Regions from separate parts of the Mus musculus genome. Here region 2 is linked to region 1. The links are chromatin contacts, called in public promoter capture Hi-C maps. All regions are on one chromosome and are shown on one strand. The core of a region is the stretch at or near the end of the contact, and the rest is flanking DNA. Distances in the headings are between cores, read along the strand shown. Region 1 holds the start of Ccdc134 (coiled-coil domain containing 134). Region 2 holds the start of Septin3 (septin 3).

Evidence for each region. Capture Hi-C pulls out chosen DNA fragments and counts their contacts.
Region 2: a contact with region 1 is called in a promoter capture Hi-C map of adipose tissue. The contact joins the promoter of Septin3 here to the promoter of Ccdc134 in region 1. A contact is called at or near these places in 4 of 39 promoter capture datasets (embryonic stem cells, fetal liver, liver and 1 more), 3 of 15 datasets of contacts at CTCF or cohesin (embryonic stem cells, large pre-B cells and pro-B cells), 2 of 484 Hi-C or Micro-C datasets (the N1E-115 cell line and brown adipocytes), 2 of 115 datasets of contacts at active chromatin or transcription factors (embryonic stem cells and large pre-B cells) and 3 of 9 other capture datasets (adipose tissue, liver and pancreatic islet).

Annotation. Positions count from the first base shown.
Region 1 is chr15:82,124,600-82,132,333 of GRCm38.p6, reverse strand. Ccdc134 (coiled-coil domain containing 134) reads right to left here and starts at 4,412. Exons shown (of 7, transcript NM_172428.2): 1 at 4,285-4,412; 2 at 2,164-2,282; 3 at 789-910; 4 at 505-589. The coding sequence starts at 2,266. It overlaps Mei1 (meiotic double-stranded break formation protein 1), which reads right to left. Exons shown (of 31, transcript NM_028897.3): 29 at 7,353-7,484; 30 at 7,069-7,181; 31 at 5,520-5,720. The coding sequence ends at 5,675.
Region 2 is chr15:82,265,827-82,273,560 of GRCm38.p6, reverse strand. Septin3 (septin 3) reads right to left here and starts at 4,759. Exons shown (of 12, transcript NM_001368785.1): 1 at 4,494-4,759; 2 at 696-2,128. The coding sequence starts at 2,109. It overlaps Gm52180 (a long non-coding RNA gene), which reads left to right. Exons shown (of 3, transcript XR_003951511.1): 2 at 940-1,217.

The DNA.
Region 1 (7,734 bases), core at 3,163-5,662:
CTGGTAATCACACTCTGCCTCAGCTATTTGATCGGCCCTGGTCACTTCTCCTTCAGATGGGAACAATCCCCATTTGCCTTCCTAAAAAGTGACTAGCAGGCTCTGCCCTGTGCCCTGGAGTGGTAGCAGGCGGAGACTCTTCTTCTCTAGTTCCCCTGCCCAAGCACAGGACAGCATAAAGAAATACCTGCTGCCGAGGCCAGCCTGGTCTACAAAGTGAGTTCCAGGACAGCCAGGGCTACACAGAGAAACCCTGTCTCAAAAAACCAAAAAAAGAAAGAAAAAACCCAAAAATAAAAGAAAGGAATACCTGCTAAGGACAGAGAAACTGGTTCTGAAACCTAGAAATGATTAGAGAGCCACGCTGGGCCCTTATCCACGCCGGGCCCATGACTCAGGTATCACACAAGAATATGCCGAGGGGATGAGTGATGAGAACATAGAAGGAGCAGCTAGAGAATAGCAGGGAGTAGGGAGCCAAGGGCGGTGTTGGGGAGACCATACCATCCTTCAGCTTCTCATCCTGGGGGACCGGCCCGTCTGGAAGCACATCGGCAGCAATGAGCACTGTGCGGGAGTCCTCCAGCACCTGAAGGAACCCCATCTTGGCTAAGTGGCTGTGTGGAGATCTTCACAACTTAGTTCCGGCCCCCGTTACCTGAATCCCACTCCAACCCTTCTACATATGGGTCACTCCCTCGATGAACACTGTCCCCTTTAGAGAACCCTTCCTCTGTGCTCCAACTGAAGCCCTGTCCTGCTGCGAGCTGCCCTGCTTCCTGACACACCTTGAAGAGTCCCTTAAGCATGACATCCAGGATCTTGTACTGCTGGTGGATGTCATTCAGCTGCGCCAGGTTCTTCAGTGCCAACAGCTGCTCTCGCCGCTTCACCTCAAACATCTTCTTGTCTTAGCAGCTGTAAGTTAAGGGGCTAGCACAAAAGCCAGTACAATGGTCCTGTCTCCGAGGGCCCACACATTCCTAACCTATGCCTCCAAAGCATTGGAGGGTCATGGCTGGGGCATACGTAGGTCCTGTAATGTACCATTTCTCTAGATCTCAAAGACTCTACACACAGAAAAGAGAACAAGCCCAACACTCCAAAACCAGGCACCTGCCCTATCTCCCTCTATCTCCCTGTCATCTTCCACAATCACTCACTGCTCCAGAACCTCCAGCAACCTGTTTCAACTGTAGCGTCGGCCAGACATGCCCCCACCATTCTCCTGGAGTTTCAGTTCTCGAGACCTTGCTCAGTAGGTGCATATCCCAAGACTCCTGTATCCATCAGAGCCTCTGAGCAGAGGAACAAAGGCCATCTGTGTGGATGCTGTGGTGTATTTAAATGTTTCATTCCCAGATGCATCAGGAAGCAGGGCAGCTCACAGCAGGACGGGGCTTCAGCATGGGAAGATGGGTAGAGGTTCTCTAAAGGGGACAGTGTTCAGTGAGGGAGCGACAGGGTTAGGAGGTGTGGCTTTGTTAGTGGTGTGAGACTGGGCGGGGGAGGGCTTTGAGGTTTCAGAACCCACACCAGGCCCAGTCTCTCTCTGACTACCCCTCACCCCCCCTTTACAGATCTGGATGTAATCTCTCAGCTGCTGCTCCAGCGCTAACGCTGCCTTCCTGCTGCCACGCTTCCCACCACAATGATCAAGAACCAACCCTCTGGAGCTACCAGCAAGCCCCCAACCAAAGGCTTTCTTTTTATAAGCGACCTTGGTCATGGTTTCTTTCTCTTCAAAGCAACAAAACAGTAACTAATACACATACTTTTTGGTTCTATAGATGCCTCAAAACCAGAGATGGTCTTGTCTCATCTTTGGGTCACCAAGGCCCAGAGGACCAGACAAGATAAGCTAGCAACCCAAAGTTCTGGAGGTCCTGTGTGAGGTCTTAGCCAGGTACCACACACATACAGTCTTAAGCCTTCGCAGATCTGAGAAATGGGTCTAAATGTCAGTTAACATGGGGAGCAGGCTCGGGAGAAAGCCGACATGCTCAGTATGGGCAGAGTGTGTTTCCTCCTTCCTCCTATTCTTACTAACTCCGTCTGCTCAGCCCTGGAAGCCCTGCAAGGAGTTATGGACACCGAGGGACCTCGTTCACCAGCCCTTCGGAGACAGTGAATTCACATCCCACCAAAGCCCCGAAGAGATACAAATCTTGAGGCTCGGGTCCAGAGTGCTCTTCAGGGCGCCTGTGACTTCCGTGCCAGGCCACAGGAGGACAGAGAAGGCTGCCAGGAACTGAAGAAGGTCCATATCTGAGATTCTGGAGCTAGAGGAATAACCCAAAGATAGGGGCAGGGGGTGAGTTCAGGGAAAACATACCTCCCCAGACATGGCCCAGCCTCCAAATACCAAGCATCCAGCTCTAGGGAGCCCTGAAGATCTAGCCAGGACTAATGACTAGCAGGCACACTAGACAGGCTTATAGGATTGCAGAAGAAAGGAAGAGACACTTTAGCCAGTCTTACAACACTGGATAGGGACTGAGGCTAAAGCTCTAGGTTAGAGTCCTGACTACATCTGCCTTGTTCCTGGGCAAGCACTCCAGTTCTCTAAGCCAGGGAAGGTCTTATAGCTTAATATAGCTTCCTATAAAATCGGGCATAGGAGGTCCCCTTCCTGATGCAGAGCGACAGGTCTGAACAATGTACTATGTCTGGAGAACGGGGCTGACTGGGCATTAAGGTTCTTTTCAAATCCCTGTCCTAGCCTTCTAAGAGGGTATCAGCCAAGGAGTCTCAGGCAGTGAGAAGGTATGTAAGGCTTGTATGGCTTCCCTCCTCCTCCAACTTCTTCTGACATCAGAAAGAAGGGACACAGCATGAGAAGGGAAGCAGGGAAGACTTGGAGACTGTACCCATTCACCCGGGAACTACATGTGCAGCATCTGTCCCTAATTCCAACAACAGCCCAACCATTACTGCTCAAGCAATGTTCCACGCAGTTCTAGAGCTGAGAACACATACCCAGGAAGTATGGCAAACCAAACTCCCTGAACTTGTACCTTATCGCTTGAATGGGTACGAGACAATCAACCAACATACAAGCATAAAAGGATTCGGTTGGTGAAGTTCGAACCAGGGCCCGAGTCTGATCCCCAGTATCATGAGTAAGCTGGGTGCAACGCATGCTTGTGCTCCTAGATCTGAGGAGTTGGGGACTCAACTATTCCTGGAGCTTGCTGGCCAGCTAGTCCAGCTGAATCTAGGAGCTCCAGGTTCAGTAAAAGGTCCTGTCTCAACGAATAGGGAAGAGAACAATTAAAGATACCTGGTATTGATCTCTGTCCTCTGCATACACATACTGAGGTGTACATGGAACACACACACACACACACACACAGTTGGCTCTGTTTTTTTTTTTTTTTTTAAGGATAAGAAGAATTTGGTCAAGTGAAACATTAATATGTGGGGGCTGGGAGTAGTGGCTCATAACTTTAATCCCACCACTTGGGAGGTTGAGGCTGGAGAATGTCCTTAAGTTTGAGAGTAATCTAGGCCTTGTCTAAAATTCCAAAATGGATAGACTAGGGTGGAAAATGACAGTCAACAGAGGCCTCATACTCAGATGAAAGATACCCTGTTTTACTAATGTGGAAACTGGGGGACAAAAAAAAAAAAGTTACTATTCAGAGTCTTACAGCTGTTCCTAGGCTGAGCCAGGAGTCTTACTCTCAGTTCAGTGCACTGTGTCTTGTCTCTAAATAAGCACAGGGCATCTCATATCAAAGCTGGCCACACCCCCACCCAGAATTTGAGATGCTCTGGGAGAGATCCTTAGGAGAACCCCTGCCCCCACGGAGCCGGGACAGCAGAAATCTACAGAACAAAGATTATCCAGGACCGTCCACCTTCCGTCTCATGTTCCAGAACCCAAGCGAACTTGAACCAGGCCACAGCAAAACTTAGGGAAACAAATTTACCAGACAACCTAGGATAACTCAAGCAGGACAAACGTGGGAAAGCAAAGTAGCGGACCGCGGGGGACAGGTCTGGTTTTCATGACTGATACTCTACTCTTCGGCCTCTAAATCTCGCTTCTGTCCCAAGCGTCCCCAGCGCTCTTTCAGACTCGGCAAGCGACTCCGAACTCGTCTTGTAGAGCCTGTGGTAGTGGCCGGGCGGGGGTTTTGGTTCCGCGCCTTGGAGCTTCGGAGGGGCAAGCGAGCCTTTCTAGGTGTCCGAGTCCCGAACCCGTACGCAGTGCGGGGGGCTCCGCACTCCCCTCCCAAGAAGCCTACAGTACAGTCCGGCACCCCCACCACTACCTACCCCGGCCGGCGGTGCAGGGAGAAGGGAGCAGCCCCTTGGCGAGCAGCCGGAAGCACCCAACTCTGGCAAGGCGCGGAACTCTACAGCAACCGGCCAGCAGTGCTAGGAGACCGACAAGCGGCCGGCCCACCTACTGCGCTGCTCCTGACCAATGAGACCGGGCCGCGAACGCCGCGCTCCGCTGACCTCACTTCCGGCCCCGCCCCGCTGTGCTCTGGCGCGTGTCGCTGCAGCTGTCAGCCACGGCGTGGTCCTGGGAGAAGCCGTCGCCCGGCACGCTGATGATCTCGGTTCTGGTGGAGTTGGAGGAAGTTAAGCTACGATGGGGCCCTTACCCTGCTGAAAGCGCGTCAGCAAACCGCGGCCCGAAACCCTTGCTGCCCGGCGCTTTTAGCGTAGTGCCTGATGTCTCATCTGAGTCTATTTTAAACCTCAGCTCGCAAGATCCAAAGAACTTTTTAAGGAACCAGCATAACCTATGGTAGTGCGGAGCACGGGCAACCCCGACTTGTCCATCCAGTTCACTGATTTCTAAACCAGAGTTCTTCCTCTGTTCGTAGACATTCTGTTTTGCTCCGGGGTAGGGATTGAGGGTGTCAGGACAGCTAGATCCGGGGAAGACCGGCGGAGTGGCCAGTTAGGACGCAAAGCCCAGGCTGGGCTGATATACAAACAGGTGCGGGCAGAGTTTTCTGCCAGTAGCCGGCGATGGTAGACGTTAAATGACCATTGCCCACGTGAGTATAGAAAAGGCTTGAGCCAGAGAGGCTGAAGTGGGTTTGATTTTATTCCCCCCTGAGATTTGTACCTCTTCCCATGTCCACTTGAGGTGAAGTGCTTCTCCAAAGTCCAACCACAAGGCTTGGGGCCCTTGATGTTGGGGCCTTCCCAGCTCAGGGGTTCTTCATGTTCTCTATGTACAACTATGAAGCACTTTGCACATGCTCAGGCCCCAACCCTTGGTTTTCTGAGACAGGGTTTCTCTGTATAGCCCTGGCTGTCCTGGAACTCACTCTGTAGACCAGGCTGGCCTTGAACTCAGAAATCCGCCTGCCTCTGCCTCCCAAGTTCTGGGATTAAAGGCGTGTGCCACTACTGCCTGGTGCACATGCTCCTTAAATGCTCTCACTCTCCAGTCTGTCTCCATCATTTGCGGAAACAAGCCAGTGTCCAGCTGTGTAGCTGAGGAACAAGTTCCAGGAAGATGAGCTCAGAGTGAAAGTGCACACAGGAATGTTAATGCATTATTTTATTTCCCAATTCCATTTCCACTGTGGTGTAAAATAGCTCCAGAGAGAGGCTTGATATTGTTTTCCCCCTCAACCATTATGCCCGGAATTTGTCTGCAGGTCTCATTGTTTTCTGTTTCTGGGCCTTTATGTCCTGAGGCTCAGCCTCTGATGTGAGCCTGGGAAACAGACACACCTCCGAGGCAGCTGGCGTGAATCATGAGAGGAGAATAAAAGAGAAACAGAGCTGAAGGGGGAGGGGAGGGATATCACAGAACCCCAGAAGGGTAGCAATGGTCAGAGAAGAGTATGAATACTTCTAATATTGGTGGCACGGACTCCAAAACTGGGACCAGCAGTTGGCATATAACAGAGAACTGTTCCATGAAAAGAGAAGATAGCCAGGGGAGTAGCCAGTAGGGCTAAGAAGTTCTCCTCTGGGGCCGGAGAGATGGCTCAGCAGTTAAGAGCACTGACTGCTCTTCCAAAAGTCCTGAGTTCAAATCCCACAACCACATGGTGGCTCACAACCATTCGTAATGAGATCTGATGCCCTCTTCTGGTGCATCTGAAGACAGCTACAGTGTACTTAGATAATAAATAAATCTTGAGGCTGGAGCAAGCCAGGCCCACCAGAGTGGGCAACCTTCATTCCCAGCCACCACATGATGGCTCACAACCATCAATACAGCTACAGTGTACTCATGTACATAAAAATAATAAAATCTTTTTAAAAAGGAAGTTCTTGGGCTGGAGAGATGGCTCAGTGGTTAAGAGCACTGACAGCTCTTCCAGAGGTCCTGAGTTCAAATCCCACAGCCACATGGTGGCTCACAACCATCCATAATGAGATCTGACACCCTCTTCTGGGGTGTCTGAAGACAGCTACAGTATACTTACATATAATAAATAATAAATAAATAAATAAACTAGGATTGAAAAAAAAAGGAAGTTCTCCTACACACACACACACACACACACCAGCACTATAATATTCTCAGCTTCCTAAGTGCTGGGATATACAGACATGTGCTGTCATGACTGGTCTCAACCTAGGCCTTTTTAGGGACTTACCAACCACTACTGCTCCTTACTTGGGCTGAGTACTGGCTGATTTTTTGTGTCAACTTGATACACCTGGAGTTATCACAGAGAAAGGAGCTTCAGGTGAGGAAATGCCTCCATGAGATCCAGCAATAAGGCTGAGAAGTGATCAAGGGGGGAGGGCCCATTTTGGGTGGTGCCTGCCATTCCTGGGCCGGCAATCTTCTATAAGATGGGTTCTATAAGAGAGCAAGCTGAGCAAGCCAGTAAGTAACATCCCTCCATGGCCTCTGCATCAGCTCCTGCTTCCTGACCTGCTTGAGTTCCTGTCCTGACTTCCTTTGGTGGTGAACAGCAGTATGGAAGCTGAATAAACCCTTTCCTCCCCAACTTGCTTCTTGGTCATGATGTTTGTGCAGGAATAGAAACCTGACTAAGACAATACTGCTACATATCTCTGTGGCTTTGGTGATGTTGCCCAGGCCAAAGGCCCCAGGGCAAGAAAGGATACAGCATGTCTTGAAAGAGTGGCTGGGCTGGGAAGGTGCGGGAGCAAAGGCCTTCCAAAGATGATTGCAAGGTCTGGGTCATGTGTTGGTCATTTAGGAGACCCATGCTCTGGACCTGAAGAAGAAGGGACAGGAAAGTTATGCCCTTTCTAACTGTCCCTCACCTCCCATATTCTTTTGATTTCCCAGTGGCTTCAGTGGCCAGAGCTTCCACCTTCTGCAGAGAAGATGGTCCTGAGGGCCTGGCCTCATACAGCTAGCTACACAGTACCCTCTTTCCACTCACCTGCAGGAGGAAGCCATGCAGGGCCTGGAGTGTATCGTTTGAGAGAGCTGACAGGTCAACCAAAGCTGCACCTTGCAAAATAAGACCCACCTCTTCACGTGAGAGGACACAGCTGCTCCGGTACTGCACAAACTAGCACGGAAATAAAAGCCCCAAAAGCCCACAATTAGAGGAGACACCATTTCCTGTGGACTGCTGTAGCCAGCAGTGAGATGGAAACACTATTCTAAAGCCCAGAGTCTTGCTTTTAAGCTCTGCACCGGTGAGAGTGGGTGAGGTTGTCTCACAGGAGAAAAGGGCAGATAATGTAGACTGAGCTCATGAGAGAGCTGGCCTTAGGGACCGCGTCAGGCTCCCTCCTCCCCCAGCCTTGCTCTGCAAA
Region 2 (7,734 bases), core at 3,510-6,009, 140 kb before region 1:
TTTGCTCATTAGCCTTTTTTTGCGGGGTGGGTGGGGAGATGTCCAGAGAGGGTTTCTCTGTGTAGCACTAGCCATCCCAGAACCTGCTCTGTAGACCAGGGAGGCCTCGAGCTCAGATAGACTTTCCTTAAAGCTGGAATCATCTACAAATCACCCAATTATCCTGACTTTTTAGAGAACTAAGAAACAAGCATAGAGCCAGGCGTGGTGGTGCATGCCTTTAATCCCAGCACTCAGGAGGCAGAGGCAGGCGGATTTCTAAGTTTGAGGCCAGCCTGGTCTACAAAGTGAGTTCCAGGACAGCCAGGGGTATACAGAGAAACCCTGTCTCAAAAAAAAAAAAAAAGAGGAGGAGGAGGAGGAGGAAGGGGAGGAAGAAGAAGAAGAAGAAGAAGAAGAAGAAGAAGAAGAAGAAGAAGAAGAAGAAGAAGAAGAAGAAGAAGAAGCAGCAGCAGCAGCAGCAGCAGCAGCGGCAGCAGCAAGCATAGATCCTGGTCAAGAAGGGGACTTAGCATATCCTCAGCTGTGAGCCTTCCTCCTGACAGTGTCCTTCAGCCCCTCAACCCCTGCCCCCTTTTCTGCCACCTATTCAATTCTGACCAGAGAGCCCCCACTCTCTTTCATAACCTGGTGAGCTGGATGCATCCCTGCTCACCCACCAGCAGATCTTCCCCCAACCAAGCTCTTGCATTTACCTTTGGGTTCTGGGGCCAGGTCCAGCGAGGTGGGTTCCTTGAGGCTGTCTGTGGAAGCACCCACAGCTCCATGGTCCTGGGCTGGGTCTGTGCTTCTGCTCGGCTTTTGAGGAGAGGTAGCATAGGTAACCGTGTCTCTGATAGTCCCATTGTTGACAGTGTGTGGCTTGGTCTCACTACTGGCTGGGTCTGGGCAGACCAGCACAACTGAATCCATGGCTGTACCTAGTCTGCTTGTCTCCAGTGCAGGAGAATCTGTCATTGTGTCCGGCCTGCCTACGGTGGCTCTGGCCAAAGCTTTGACTGTGTCCAACCTGGTTATGCCCTGCTTGGCCTCATCCGATGTTGGCAAAGCCACGTTTGAGTTCCCCGTGGTCAAAAGCTTGACACTTTCCTGCTTGTCTGATGCTGCAGTTACCAAATTCGGAACCTGGCCTGACTTGGTTGTCACTGCTCTAGCTAAATCCCTGGCTGTGCCTGCTGCAATTGAGTCTGTCACTTTTCCTGACTTGGATACTACAGGTAAGTTGGTGGCCAGGTCCATCCTGGCATCCAGAACAGGAAGCTCTGCGCTTCTGACCAGTCTGGACTGGTTTAGTGTAGGCATATTGATAGCCAATTCCGGTCTGTGGAGAGCCACTGTGCCTATATGTCTGGCTTTATCTAGTTTTGTGCTCACAACAGACACATTTGCAGCCGAGGTAGCCCTTTGGAGGTATGCTCGGGATCTGGGAATACCCCTGGGCCTGCACTTGCCTCTTCCTGGAGAGGCTCTGGAAGGGACTTGTCCCATGGGACCTGGCCCCGGGAGGCTTGACGAACTCTGAATGAACTGAGCTTGGAAAGGTAAAGTCAGGCATGAAGACACCAGAGGTTTATTCCCTGTGGGTGTTCTGCTGGCTTTGGTAAGTTCTGGGTTCCCATGGCCTTCAGAGGAGGTCCTGACCTGTGGCACATGAGCCATGAGTGGCAAACTTGAAGCAGACAGCCTCCCTTCTCTGTGGGTGACAGCCTCCTTGTGCAAACTGGGCAATTCTTCCCAATGAGAAAGTGAGGCATCTAAGGGCCGCGTTTGGACATTCTGGTGTATTGTTAAGGAAATAGAGCTGAGTTTCCTGGGCATAAAGCTATTGGGAGGCATGGAACTCAGGGACCCCGTGGCAGTGCCCTGTTGGGACATACTACAGGCCCTGGATCTAATGCTTGGCTGTTTGGAATTCTCTAGGACACTGCTTTGGGGGAAGGCATCCAAACGCCCAGTCTTCTTGATGACAGGGATGAGGGGGGACACATCTGCAGTGAGCTTTTGGTGGGTGTGGTGCCCCAGCATGTGGCTGTGAGAGAAAGATGTTCTGGGGCCTGGAGCCCTGTGTGGCTGCATCTCCGGAGGAGCAGGTGCGAAGGCGTGGTTCATCCAGGCTGTCCAGCTTTCCCTAAGGCAATCACAAGGGAGGAGGGAGGGACAAGGACAAAGTCTCAGCTCTCAACCAGCAGGTGGCGCTGCCAGCCTGAGGGAACCTAGCGTGAGGGCCTTAGGGGAGTTTGTGTTTTCCTATGGCCCAACAGCTTCCACCTGCTGCAGATTGACACACACCTCATACAGCTGCCCAGTCTGCAGCCACATTATAGGCACTGCCATCAAACAACTTGCCCCTGACATCAGAGAACCCAGCATGGAGTTTAGCTGTCTCTTTTCCCTGGTTCCGGAGGGTGGATGCTCTCCCTGGACAGCTCTGTGGAGGTTACATATGAATTCAAGGACTCTGGAGGAAGGCAATCTTGCCTGTCTCTTGCAGAAACCACCATAGCAATGAAAACAAGAGTCCAGGTATCTGGGTCAGAGACTGTGGGATGTCCAGGTGGCCTGAGAACAGAGTCTGAACCGGGAGTCCCTGCACCCCACTAGGAAAGAGCCCCTGAGCTGGAGTATTGCTGGTGAGAGACATTTGGGGGAAGCCTGAATAGGGTGGATGTCAGCTGAAGGAAACTGTGCCTGGCATCAGGCAGCTCCTAAGGACAGCCCACAGATGAGAAGGGAGAGCCTCCTTTTGAAAGCCCCAGCACAGGACTTCCAGGCTCTGCTTGGCAGAGTAGAGATAAGGCTGAAGGTGAACAGGGTCCAGGAGAGGCTGCAAAGCTGTTCGGGTCCTGCAAGATAACTTGATGCTCGCTGCTCTTAGGAACAACCATTTCAAAGACAGCTTGAAAGGGGAAATGTTGGGAACGGATCTGAGAGTACTGGATCCGTGGGGCGTGACTGAAGGACTCTGAGGTCTGGGCAGTGGGTCAGGGATGAGGTTGGAAAAGGCTGCCTGGGGGCAGGGAGTTGAGAGAAAAGGGGGTCCCCAGCTCGATGATCCAGTGTTGACAGGTGACAGGTTGACAGGTAGTCGAACCATACTCCCCAAGGTGGTCTCCAGGGTCCCCAGGGGGCTGACTGGTGCTGCCTCTGGGACAAAGTTATCTCCATTACTTTCAACACCACAGGCCAAGACTGGCCGGGGGGGGGGGGGGGAGGGCAGGGGAGAGGCGGGGGAGGTGAGGGCTGCCAGTAGAGAGTGGTATCGCATCCGTCTCTCTGAAGTTTGGAACAGGAGAAGCAGGATGCAAGGGGGCTCTTGTTCTGCCTTAAGGGATGGCTTTAGCCTATCATCTCTGGCCATGTATTTCTCTCAACTGTCCAGCCTCTCTGCCTCTTCTCCATTAGGCATATCCCTGCCGCCCTGACCTCTCTTGCCCACTGTTCCCACCACATGCACCTGGGCACACCGTGTTCACCCTTCGCTTAGCCACAGACCCAAGGACCAGAACTCCTGAGGTCACCTTGTTCTTGTGTCACTAGATCCTTGCCTCCTCAGTGAGCCCCGTGTCCTGTGAACACCTTGGTTCTACCCTCCCCACATACCCACACACACACACACACACACACACACACACAAACAGGCAGGCACACCTACCTGGATCAGAAGACAGAAAAGAAGCCGGTGGTTTTCAGTCAAGGAAGCTGACCTCTTGCAGACCCCACCCACTCCTCTGCACCCAGAGGCTAGCCATGTGGCCGGGCTCAGAGACCTCTCTTCTCTGGGTCCTCTCTTGAGCTTTCACTAAGCCTCCTGATCATAGTCCACTAGCTGAGGGCCCAGTTCTCCCCTGACCTGTCCCTCTCGCTGGACTGGGCTCCGGGCAGGGAGGCTCTGGCCTCTTGAGAGTGGGTGGCAGTGAATGGCTGCTCTGAGTCTCTGGAATCCTACAGAGCTATGGGCGTCAGCCAGCTGAGCTGCCCTATACGCGCAGAGCCACCTAGGGAGGGGATGGCACATAACCCATGTGTCCTTGTCTCCAAGACTGGACCCTTGAGAAGTGTCACCAGTAAGAGAGAACTGAGCTACTCCAACGGTGATGTCCCTGTTTGTCTCATGCCCTCCCACTTTCCCTCTGCAACCACCTAAGACTTTGCTGACCCCAGGGCCATCTGTGTCCATGCTCCTGCGGTTGTGCTTCATGTTGGGATTTCTGTGTATACAACTGTACCCTTCAAATCCATTCTCTGAGACCCATCCTGCTTCAGACAGATCCTCTGCTAAGTAAGACTCGGGGTATGAAGCTAGCCAGCCCCGGGCCAGACCTCAAAGAAATCCACAGACCTACCCCAGCTGTCTCTGGTGAGGCAGATCCTCAGCAGCCTGTGGCCACTGGGCTAAGAACCTTTTCCTGGGTTCCCCAGCACCAGGCTGCTCTGTCACATGATAGTATGAGAAGGACCGTGGTGGGAAGAGACGCCATTGGCTGGGTACTTACTCTGTGCCAGGGACTGAGCCAGGCTGGAGAAACTCAGAGTCTTCTGCCAAAGCCAGGCCCGTAAGCAGATGGGCACAGCATCTCAGCCACAGAGTGCAGGCCACAGACGTGCCCTAAACACTCACTCTGAGCCAGGAGCCAAGCCCAACGTTCTCTTGGCATGTCCTCGACCCATCATCTTGCCACTTCCTTTCTGCCATACCCCACAACACTGGGGGCTCTGGCCTGCTTTCCTGTGAGCTGCTCGCCTTGGCGAGTGAGCTTCTGGCCGGCCAATAGAACTTTCTGTGATAATGGAAATGTTCTATGTGTCCACTGTCCAATAAAATAGCCACCAGCCACAGGCGGCTCCCGAGCACTTACCACTATTCTATGATGACCAAGGACCTGGATTTTTTTTTTCAATTTTATTTCATTTGAATGTCCATCTACCATATTGGACAGCAAAGTCCTGAAAGACGCAGATCTTATCCTTCTCTGGGTCCCAGGGCCTAACAAGAATCACTCAGCATGTTTCTCACAGTGACTGAATGATGAACGTGTGGGCCCAGGATCCTCTTCTCTTCTCATCCCATTCTCATCCCTCTGAGCCTTAGGTTGCCATAGCTGGCTATGCCCTGGTTACCAGGCAACCTGCAAGCAATCACAGTGGAGGGGGAGGGGCGCTGTCTGAGTTCTTTCCCCTCCCTACATGTTTTGAGGCCCTGAGAAAAGAAAGAGGTGGCAAAATCAGCCTGGACACCCTGGGGAGCCGGCTCTGTAGGGCCTACACTGCCTTATTACCTCCTGGAGATCAAGCAGCTGGGTGGGGCTGAAGTCAGGGGCCCTGGGTTCTCCTTGCCTGACCACTCATTATAAGACTCCTGTCCAATAGGCCAGGAGGTGGTGGCACACACTTTTAATCCCAGCACTAGGAGGTAGAGGCCGGTATCAGTAAGTTCCAGAACAGCCAGGGCTTTACACAGAAATCCTGTCCCGGAAAAAAACAAGCAAACAAAAAAACCAAACCTAACAACAATAACAAAACCCTCCTAGTTCTCAGCTGTCTTCTCAGTTAGAGATTAGATGCCCTGAAGTGATTTCTTCCAGCCTGAAGATCTAGAATCCACCCCGCCTCCCTCCTTTCAGAGCAAGACCCGCGTCCCATCCATCTCTGTCTTTCGCCTGCTGGTCTGCCTCCTTTCCCTCCAGGGTTGACTGACCATCTCTGAGCAAACCTCTTGTCATTTTTTCTATCTGCAGCCGCTGTAGCCGAGACATTTGTACTCAGCGTCATGTATATAGGTATAGAATACAGTCCTATACATCGAGTACTTACTGAGAATAATTCAAAGGAATTGATCCATTTTGCCTGGGGATTGGTATAGTGACAGAGCTCCCGGCTGACGTGCATAAAACTCTGAGTTCAGTCCCCAGAGCCACAGAAACAACAAAACAGAATAACACCAAATAGATAACATTAATTTGAAAAAAAGAAATTTATTTTAAAATAATTCTTTGGTACACGTAAAAGTTTACCATTTGTTAAAGACAAAGGCAAATTTGCATATTAATGAGGTAGAGATGTTCGTTTGTTTTTATGAAACTAAATCTTAGCTGTTTCAGTGGGTTTTTTCCTAGAACTGATGGATATTTTGATTGTATCATTGGCAATGCTCAGACTGCCATTTTGCATAAATTAAAATAATAGCAAATGGCCTGTATTCAGAAATTGTTAGAAATGTGTTACCCTACTCCCAAGTCAGATCTCCCTTAGTCTTCTTCTGAAACTCCAGACAGCAGCTGAAGCAGATGTTTTTGTTTTAGATGGGGTCTTACATATACCAAGTTGGCCCTAAACTTCCAAAAATGACCTTGAACTGGTGTCCTCGGGCCTCCAGTGATGGTGGCTGCGATTACGGGCGGGCTCTGCCACACCTGGTTTATGCACAGCCATGGACTGAGCTAAGTTTCTACTTAGCCAATAAGGAGCAACTGGAGGAAAATGCTGACTTCGTTTTCCATCATGTTTCTACATTAGCAGCAAAGACATTGCAATTTACAATGTACCATAGCGTCTGTGAGCTTTTAGGTGGTATTCCTCGGCAGTGTATGGCATGCGTCGGTCAAAGTGTGCACATCGAACGTTCAATACTAACACACAAGAGTTGGCAGAAACAGCCCAGATTCATTTTGAGTTCGATGATTCAGGGTTGTTGTGCATTCAGAAACCTTTTGCTGCTGGGCGGTGGTGGCGCACGCCTTTAATCCCAGCGCTCGGGAGGCAGAGACAGCCGGATTTCTGAGTTCGAGGCCAGCCTGGTCTACAAAGTGAGTTCCAGGACAGCCAGGGCTATACACAGAAACACTATCAAGAAAGAAAAGAAAAGAAAAAGAAAGCTTTTGCTGTTGCCCAGTTTTCTCCACTCCCACATTTATTTTCTGGTGGCCACCCACAGTTTCCAAACGTGGGGCTTAGCAGAGTTGGTTGCCGCAGCCCCACCTCAATTACAAACTTGGGTCCAGCTGCCCTCTAGTGGCCAGAAATGGTACTGTGCACCTGTGCATTTTCCCACCAAACACTGAGACGCTTTCAAGGGTCCTCCAAAAACAGACACCTTCACTCCAATCTTTACGGTGGCCCCCCTGACAAAGAGTGCGTGCTATGATACCTCTCAAACTTGTGTGTTCTGCAGCCACGTGAATTGGAACATCTCTTTGTCTTTCTGGGCCCCACATTGTTCTATAATAGGGGTAGGCTTAGATAGCATGGGTGACAAACTTCCAAAACCCTAGAGGCCGTGACACTAAGAACTAGTTTCTCATTCATGGCTCCTGTCCACAACACCATGAACCAACTATGTCCCACGTCACCTTTGCTCTAGGGCCCTCCAGGTCATTATTGCCAGGGGTTGTGACAAACTGCAGATTAATGAATCCCCTTGCCAGCCACTAATGGCTTTGATTTAATTAGAACTCATTGGCCAGAACAAGCTGGATGAGCCGCCCATTACTAGAAGGCAGGAAGGTAAACTTCTATGGCACACTGAGAGCTGAGGAGCCAGGACTGTTTGGTAAGCAGTGGTATGGACACATTTCAGGCTGAGAGTGACCTCGGGGAGCCTCAAGTCTCGCCCAGCGCTGTTACTGTACACTGCCCTCACTCTATGGGAGCTATGAAAACCGATGACTCTGGAGGTAGGCAGCTTGGTGGTGGATGGTGTGCCTAACATGTAGAGGATGCTGAATTCAGCCATAAACA